Regions from separate parts of the Mus musculus genome. Here region 1 is linked to region 2. Evidence: chromatin contacts called from public HiChIP or PLAC-seq data. All regions are on one chromosome and are shown on one strand. Each heading gives the region's core, a stretch centred on a gene start, on an enhancer-like site or on the middle of the called end of the contact. The rest is flanking DNA. Distances are from core to core; before and after follow the strand shown. Region 1 holds the start of Dab2 (disabled 2, mitogen-responsive phosphoprotein). Region 2 overlaps Gm16311 (predicted gene 16311).

Region 1 (4,408 bases), core at 297-2,796, 83 kb after region 2:
GCACACACACACACACACACACACACACACACACCTCTACTCTGCACACCCAAGTGTGAAGGGAATCCAGAGGTCAGGTAGGGGCAGCACCTGGACCAGCTGTGTTGCTCTGTGTCTCTTACTCTCCCTGCATGAGGGCTGCTCCAAGCCTGACCTACTTGCAAGCAGAAACTGCCACTCTCATTGAGCTACCTCAAATTACAGTGATTTTGCAGCTGGGGCTAGGCATGGACCACAAAATACATCCTTGGTGCACCATAAGCCCAATTTGAACCCTGGATTCTCAGTGGTAAAATGCAAATCCATTGTGTTGCTTACTCAATAAAATCAATAACCCGTTTCCATCCAAGTCACAATTTGTCATTTTCATAGTCAGTACATTCTGCTTACAACAGGGGAGGAGGGGCAGGAGGGAGAGGGAAGAAGAGGAGGAGCAGAAGGAAAAACAGACAAGAGGAGGAGGAACAAGAAAAAAAGGACTAAATAAGAAAGTGGAAGAGGAGGAAGGGGGAGGGGAAGGAGGGAAAAGGGGGGAAGGAGGGAGAAGGGGGAGGGGAAGGAGGGAGAAGGGGGAAGGAGGGAGAAGGGGGAGGGGAAGGAGGGAGAAGGGGGAGGGGAAGGAGGGAGAAGGGGAGGAGGATCTTCCCAAAGCTTAATTTCTTAAGTACTTGAAAAGCACCACTGTTTCTGTGACTATTTAACAATTGTCCCCTGACTTTAAAATATACAGAAAAGAAATTGTGAGATTCTATAGGATTCCCAAGGTCTGCTCTGCCGGGCTATCCACAGCTGAGCATCGATGAAACACCTTCCAATACTTATTCACATATCTCAATATTTTCATGAAGGAATAAGAAATGCTGTAGAAACTAGCAGACAAAGTCATGTTATCTACGTGTGGGTGGATATACACTGAAATGATCACAAATGTAGATCATTTATATGGAGGCTAACTTGTTTTGTTTAGGCCAGTTTAATAGCGAGAATATGCTCGAGCGTGATATTAAATTTCAATAACAGGGCATCTTTTTACTTGGGCACACATAGATTTCCCTCCTGTTTAAGCACGTTCACAATTAAAGAATAGTGATTTTCTTTAAAGGTAACAATCCAGTCACATGCCCAGCTTTAGAAAGGACAGACTGGACCCGGGAACGGAAAGTCAGGAGTAAAGGCGCGTCTTTGTTCAAAATGCCCCAGGCGGTTTAGGATGAGTTCGCAGTTCGCGTGCCACGCCACTCGAAGTGGCAATCCAGGGAACGGATCTGCGAAACGCAGCTCAGAGGATCCCATCCTTTTCCTCCAGAATTTCCCTTTTCCTGTCCTTACGTGCACCCTTTCTGGCCCAAGGCAGTGTGGGGCTCCTGGCCCGGGTTGTGTGCACGCTCCTTTTTCCGGGTCTCTGCGATCGCCCCCAGCTGGCCGGGCGCACGGGGCGCAGGAGGCGCAGGAGGCGCCGGATCTCCGTGGCTTTAGTTCGAGTTAATAAACAGTTAAGTTTGGAAGACTCGGCAGACACGTTGAGGGGGAGTTACCAAGTCCAGGCAGCAAAAACATCCCGCCGCCACATTCCTGGAGAGTCCTCAGAGCCAGCATCTGATTAGAACCATATCTCTACCGGGAGTGGCCGCGCGGCTATTTAAGTGGCGTTCTCCGCGTCCTCGGCGCTGCAGCCTTGAGGCTTCGGGCGCGGGGAAGTCATGCTGGCTCCACAGAAGCACTAGCTAGTCCGTGAGTAACTCTGCCATCCCCCTTCCCTTCGGTCCCTTCTTTCTTTCTTTCTTTCTTTCTTTCTTTCTTTCTTTCTTTCTTTCTTTCTTTCTCTTTTTTTCCTTTTTTTTCTTTTTTTTTCTTTTTTTTCTTTTTTTGCGACCTACTTCTCTCCTTTGCTGGCTCCTCTCTTCCCATCCCTGCCTTGGCTGCAGACCTTGGGCGCTGGGGAAATCTTACAAATGAGACAGTGTACTCCGGGGAGAGCAGCGGGTTTTGTGGCCTGACATCTGTGGAATGCTTCCAAGGAATGCATTTTACCTTTGGGGTCGGACTCAAGGCGCCCATCCTGTGACATTTAACGAGTCCCTGTGTGTGTGTGTGTGTGTGTGTGTGTGTGTGTGTGTGTGTGTGTGTGTGTTGTACACGAGCCCTAGTTTTTAGGGCTTAGGGGACATCCCAGGGAATGCGCGGTGTGGCTGCTGACCACCTAATAAACTCCTGAATGATGTTCAGTTTTACTGTGCGACAAAGGCTGGGGACATGGTCTGTGCCTCCGAGGAGCTATTTTCTGCTGACTGACAGCACAGGGCATTAAAAATGTGAACTTTGTCTTATACCAGCATTCCTAAGAAAAGTATCTGCCCAAGCCACGTAACAAACTTGTTTTAAATCGTGAAGCGTTTGAATGCTGTTTTTCTTGACTGTTGTAAATTATTTGGAAGGATTAAGAATTCAAGAAGAGGGACTAAACTGTGTTTAAAACCTTGGAGACCCTGCCAACGTAGCGGTTCTCTTTGCGGCATAGAGCTGGCTGTTATTTCTTCCTGCCTGCTCTCCTCCACTTAATCCTGAGTCTGGAATTCAGCTCTGTAGTCGGTTTCAGATGGGAGCTGTGTGAATCCGAAGGGAAATTTAACTGGATTAAAAACAGTTAAAAAATATGGATGTTATCTCCACCCGAGGCACCCCCTCCCACCCTTTCCTCTTTCTTCGCCTGTGTTTGGAAGAAAGGGAGCCACCCTGTAAACCGAGAAGAGCAAAAACGAGCAAGCTTCCAGGCACATGGAAAGCTTTAAAAATTATGGAGGGGCAACTTCATGAATAGTAAATGTTGCTGTTGCTCTATAAAGATGAAAAAATTTCTGGCCCTAATCAGGCAAAGCAGGAGGGGAAGGGTGGAGGTAGATATAACTCCAACCTAAGTAATGGCAGAAAATTTGCCAAAATCCCTTGGAGATAGCTGATAAGGCTCCAGGAACGCTTCTGATGGGATGTCTAACCTACCTAGTTTACAATCTTGAGGCCTGGGTTCTGCACATAGTAGCAGTGACTGGTTGTTTAGAAAGGAGGGACTAGCCAGGACTCGGGAGCCACTGCTACCAAATGGCTTTTCATGGTGCTATCTTGTCCTGGATTAGGCTGCCCTGTTTTAGCTAGCTACCCCACCCACCAAGGACTCTACCTCTCTCCACTCCCTTGGTTGAGGCAGGGCACAGCAGTACTGAAAGAAATGTACTGGCTTGAGAATTTAGGAGTGTTGGGGATTCAGGCTTTGGAGAGGAAAACAGCTATCTAGACAAAGCAATGCTAGAGGAACACAGCTCAGAAGGCGAGATTAGCAAGAGCCCTTGAGAAAGCACCAGAGAGGTGTGGTGGTCTCTTCCAGCACTCGCATCAGACACAGACCACTTCTTCCCTAGTTCGTAGTCACTGTCTCCTAAAACTCGCTGGGTTCTTCCCAAGCCTTGTTTAAAAACCTAATCACAAACCCCTTCTTCCTCTACTGCAAACTCAAGCCCTTTTGTCCAACCGCGAGTCTAGAAACTTTTTCCCTGTAGGCTGCTATGCTCCGTCTTTGCCCTGAGTTCTGGAGAAGGAACCCAGGACCTTGGGCATGCTTGACAAGCCATGGAGCTGCGCTTCTCAATTCCTGGTTGGATGGTCTTACTCTGTAAACCCAGTCTAGACTTAAACTCATCATCCTCCTGCCTCTGCCTCAGGAGCCCTAGGACTGTAGGCGGAGGTGAGCACACCTCGCTAAGCTGGGCCACTTGTATTATGGCAGAAGAGAGAGATTGTGGAGGAATGGGAGGAATGTGTTCTGTCTTTGCCCTCCAGCACCCATGTATTTATAGAACTGATGATCCCGATTCTATTGATCTCCACCTGAGGATGTAAAGGAGGCTGGGAAGATAACCACAGGATGCTTTTAGGCCTTGCTGACTTGAGAAGAAAGAACAAAATCCAGAGGTTAGATCTCTCTCTCTCTCTCTCTCTCTCTCTCTCTCTCTCTCTCTCTCTCTCCTTTCCTCTTTTTCTTTTGGCATTTTGACACTGAATCCCAAAACTTATCTCTCTTCTCAGTGGGAGATTGAACACCCCCCCCCCCCCCAGTCATCGAGTCCTGGAATCCCAGGCGAGCGCCACCACACCCAGTTCAGAGTTTGCATTTCTGCTAAAGACTTAAAATTTCCAAGGTTAAACTAAGTCTAAATTCCTGTCCTTGGGCCTATTTATTTCTTGTCTTCCTCCAAGGGTTAGGTGGATTTTAGCTCACTTTGAAGATAGTTGTTGACGTGGTGAATGGTGCAAGAGCCTCCGGAAGCTGTGGACCAACTGGTCTGGACTGCTCAGCCATAGTTCTGTTACCTAAAAATTAAACGAGCAGGAAAACAGGGCTTGCTGGGTGGCTTGT
Region 2 (4,766 bases), core at 585-3,084:
TACAGGCAAAGCTGCCTCCTTCCACATATGTGACATTTTCAGTAACGATTGGAGTTGCCTTTGGCTTCTCATAAGGCAAACCTCAGCTTTCTGGAAAACACTGCTGGCACGTATGATTTAGTTGAAAACCAACTTGACTCAGCTGGTGCGAAAATTAAAGCTCTGCCCATTTCAATATAACATAATAAAAAGAAAACACATAACTATGCATAAAACAATTAACACCATGTCTGGCACTAGAATTGCTGAATAAGTTGGAAGTTGAACATTTCCACTTTGCCTGGCATAGTTTCAGTGTACACTGTAAGAATAACAGCTTTCATGTTTGATTAATACAAGTATTATTAATTAACCAGCCCAGTTGCCAAGCCAGAAGAGACCTATCTGAAATACAGTGATTTTGTTGAACTATAAACAGAACCGACTAAACTTTGCTTTGATGACTAAAACAATACCTACTTGGTTTAAGCAGGAGTGAAACAATTCCGAAGTGCCTGTGTCTAATCCATATTCTCTGTGTGTCACTGACAACTCTACAGAACATGTTAAAAGCCAGTCTTCAGAATGTTGGATCAGGGAACCTAGAGTTTGTGGCTCTTTTTAACCCTGGAGGGCCTGTGAGTTCCAGTTAATTCAGTGGTCTTAGAAAACAAAATCAAGATTGGTTTTGAGGGGAATAAGGAACATATATATTAAAGATGGTCTGAACTGGTGGTTGCCATTTTCAGACATTGAGCAGTCAGTATTTGCATGTACTGTGTACTTCTCTTTGTAGGTTAATCAGGCTCAGAGACCATGCCACTGACATTGGTGTGCACAATCTCTGTATTTGAGAGGCAGGTTGGCGTGGCTAGTTACTCACTGAAGGTTCCAGTAGCCTAAGCCTCCAGCACAGAGCTTCTCAAAACATGGGCCCTAGAATAGCAGCCACGGGCTTACCTGGGAACTCACCTGAAATGCAGATTCTTAGGCCCCACCTCGGACACTGGGGTAACTCTATGATTAGTCTGGGAAATCTGCATCTTAGGCATCCCAGGCAATTTGGATGCAACCACTGCCTCCGTATGAGTCACCATCATTTTTTATTTATTTTCAAAAAGTTAAACCTTCACCATTTAGCTGAGGTGCCACAGAATAGAAAGTTTAGCCACAAACAGAAAAGCCCCCGTTGATGGCAGATTGACTCGCTCCGTGGAATCGCTGCAAGCCGTTTCAAAATATGGAAAATTGGGCTCTGAAACATTGCGATGTTGGTGTTGGCAAGCAGTCCTGCTGATCTGCAGAGAAATACAGGGTCTTCCTGCTGTTTCCTTTCTCCTGAATTCTTTCCTGGCCTCTTAGAAACTTTCCTTTGAGGCAGGCCTGAAAATATCAACCCCTCCATGAAAATGAGTTGTTTACCCTCCCGATCATTCGTTAGAAAGCATTGAATTTTGCTGAATCAGGGGTAATTGCTTTTGACAAGCATACACATCTAACAGTAAGTGATACCGAAAACACTTGGTGCAAGGCTCAAAACTTGGAACATTCTAGATTCTTAATAACGGGTCATGCCATTTGGCACATCTTTGCATGTAATCTTAAACAGAGTCAGTCCAACCACGACAATAATGAAAAATGAGTACAAAAGGGTGAACAAAATGAGATGTTATCCTGGTGAAACGACAGAAAACAGGGCACTTCACAATGGGTGGGTGGGTGTGGGGCTTTCAAATATAAGAAGTTTAATCTAGTCTGAGTCAATTCTACTTATCTAGAAAGAAGGAAATCTATACAGAGAAAAACTAGGTTTAAGGAAGTGACTACTTTTTGAGTATGTCAAAAGGGGAAACAAAACTACTTCTAAAATGCGGTATTTATCAAATGTAGTTTCTTCCTTATTTAGAGTAATCTAAGGCATATCTTCCTTATTATGAAAATATGAACATATGACATCATGTTAAGTTCAAATATGGTTCATGAAACCATGTTAAGTTCAAATATTAAAAAACAGAGAGTAAAAGGTAAACTATGCCCCTCTTTCATTTCTTTCTTCTACCTATCTGTTCTCTATGGATAACCACTAGAAACTGACGTGCGTATTTTCTGAGTATATTCTGTGTTTAAACCACATTTCTGTTTGTTATTCCATTACTGTGTGAAGCTGAACAATCACTGGATGCACATGGGCCAAGTCTAGGGCATAGCCTTGACATTATAGGTATAAAACATATGAAATGTCTTCATTTGTCTTCACATATCATGAACAGATGTCCATGTCAGTATGTATAGACTTACTTCATCCCTGCAGAAGTAGGAAAGCAGTCATTCTATAAGTGACTGCACCATGAATGTCAAGCCTCTTCCTCTTGAAAGTATAAGATGGTTTCCATTCATAAATGGTCCTTCAAGTCAGCCATCTTTACACATCACTCCTCATTTGTTTGTATCTTGAAAAGGTATTTCCATAGAGGTAGGTTGTCTAGACAAAAAAAAAGGGGGGGGCACTTTAGCTAGTCTTCATACACACTAAGGAAGTATTCTATAAAAAAGCAACAGCAAATGAGGGCTTCTTAGTGTATTATCACCTGTTCTAAGTCACATCACTATTAAAATATATTTGTTCTAGTTGAATAATTATGTGTATGTTTTCTCCTGAGAATTTTGTAACTTAAGCTCATGTATGTCATTGTCTCATCTTAATATTTTGCAGATGTTGTGGGAGTCTAGTTTCATTCTTCTATAAATGTATATCCCATTTTCTAACACGTATTGCTGAAAAGTATTCTTATTTCCTCCAGTGAGCTGTCTTGGGTCCTTGTCAAAGACAGACTGGCTGCAAATGTGAAGGTTGATTTCTGGAATCTCTATTCTTCCCCATTTGACCGTTTGTACACTAGTGTTGAGTTTACACTTGCTCTAACTGTAAGGATTCCAAACTGAGACATAGTAAAAGTTCAAGAGCTTCATTCTTTTTAAAGATTAAGTGGCCTGTCTCATTTCTTTGCACTTCAATAAAAATTTTATGACTGCTTTGTCATTTCTTTGTAGAACCTGCCTAGAAATTTTACAGGGACCACACTGAATCTGTTCCTTTATGCCTATTTTATCCTTTGTGATGAAATGGTAAAGAAATTTTTGCTTTTAATATTCATTTTTGCATTGTTCATTTTAAGCCTCTAGAAATGCAGTTTATTTTTAAACTGTATATTGGAAGTAAAATTTAACCTTGCCAAACTTGATTATGAGTACTAACAAACTGATTACCTCGATACAGGAACACGTAATCTGAAGAGAGAGGTCCTCAACCTTTTGCATTTAGATGGCAGTTGTTTTCATTTCATTGCCTACGTGCTTGGTCTAGAACTTCCAATACAGCATTTCATGGATGAAAAGAACACAAATCTTTGATTTGCTCCAAATACTAGGGAAAGGGAAAACTTTAGCTCTTTTGTCATTATGTATAAAATCAACTGTGTTTCTCATAGAAGCTCCCACGAGGCTGGGGAAGTCTCTTTATAGCTAAGTCTGTGTCTTAGAGTCTCAGCTATATAGCACAGGCTGTCCTTGACCTCAAGAGTCTCCTACCCGAGCCTGGGTTGACAGAGTTGGAATTACAGTCATACACTACCATGTTTTCCCTTTTGAGGTGTTGTACATTGAATTCACTGCCTTGCAATTACACTCAAGATCTGTCAGCCAGCTCTACTTCCAGCCCTTGAAGTTCCTCTTACCTCTTAGTTTGCAAGACTGTAAATTCAATGTGCCCCCATCACTTTGTTCTTGAACTGTAGAGGTTTAGAATTTTTAGTCTGTCTTGGGTTTGTTTGTTTCTATAGGGAAAGACTCATCAGTTTTGCTGACCCTTAAAAAATTGGGGTTCTTTAATTATCTCTTTAGAAAACCTTTGTTTCTTAACTTTTTTTCCTACAGTCTTTACTATTTCTGTTTTGCTTTGCATTTTCATATTTTTTTCCTTTTATTTTCAGGTGCCAAGGCAGAAATTTCAATTGTTAAGTAGAAGTCTTTACCTTTTTAAATGTAGTTGTAGCTGGGAGGGGTGGTGCAGCCTGGTTTACAGAGTGAGTTTCAGCACAGCCAGGGCTACACAGAGAAACCATGCCTCAGAGAGAGAGAGAGACAGAGAGACAGACAGAGAGACAGAGAGACAGAGAGACAGAGAGAGACAGAGAGGGAGAGAATGAGAATTAAATAACTGAATAACTGTGGTTGTCTATGGCCAGAAGCTTCTCCAGGAGCCCACACATCTTGATGTTGTTCCTTCATCCTCAGTCACCATGAAATACATCGTACGCTCTCTGGTGATTCTCGTTCTTCATCTATTGCTGGCCTAGAACTGTTATTTAATTCCCATATGAACTTTGATTCTTCCTTGTTTGTTTCTAATTCCACACTGCACATGATCTCAATCCCTTTGTATTTATCAAGGCTTTTTTTTTGAGGGGGGGGGCTGTTCCAAAATGTTTTGTACTTGACAGAGATGTGTATTCTAGACATTTTGGTTGTTTTAGTTGTTTTTTGTTTGTTTGTTTGTTTTCTGGCAGTACCCTATAGCAAGGAGTATTTCACAGTCTGATGTGAAATACTGGGTTTGTTGATGAGGTTATGCTTTGAAAATAGGATAGGAGGTATATTCTGACCTCACAAGGACTCTCACTATTTTCCTCTTTCCATGCCCCACCCTCTTCTCAAGCTTCCTGCCTTATATTGTGTCCTGTTGATCTCTTAAAACTCTCAGGCTCTCCTTAACAACTTACCATCAATAA

The links. HiChIP or PLAC-seq counts read pairs in DNA pulled down with a chosen protein or histone mark.
Region 1: a contact with region 2 is called in an H3K4me3 HiChIP or PLAC-seq map of bone marrow-derived macrophages, with 4 times the contacts expected there. The contact joins the promoter of Dab2 here to the enhancer-like site in region 2. A contact is called at or near these places in 5 of 39 promoter capture datasets (3T3-L1-derived adipocytes, embryonic stem cells, macrophages and 2 more), 2 of 484 Hi-C or Micro-C datasets (macrophages and uterus), 3 of 115 datasets of contacts at active chromatin or transcription factors (bone marrow-derived macrophages, heart atrium and stem cell-derived neural progenitor cells) and 4 of 9 other capture datasets (adipose tissue, liver, macrophages and 1 more).

The regions. Positions count from the first base shown.
Region 1 is chr15:6,385,202-6,389,609 of GRCm38.p6, forward strand. It overlaps Dab2 (disabled 2, mitogen-responsive phosphoprotein), which reads left to right and starts at 1,547. Exons shown (of 15, transcript NM_023118.5): 1 at 1,547-1,731.
Region 2 is chr15:6,302,182-6,306,947 of GRCm38.p6, forward strand. Gm16311 (predicted gene 16311) reads right to left here. Exons shown (of 3, transcript NR_168062.1): 2 at 2,278-2,461; 3 at 1,064-1,277. It also overlaps a transcript of Dab2 not described here. Among named protein-coding and RNA genes, the nearest start is that of Gm16311, 5.4 kb to the right of the region's middle. Within about 2 kb of position 1,835, at least 14 of the 459 cell types and tissues checked have an H3K27ac peak or open chromatin away from gene starts, as enhancers often do. A contact at or near this core is called in adipose tissue and bone marrow-derived macrophages, where this site is marked.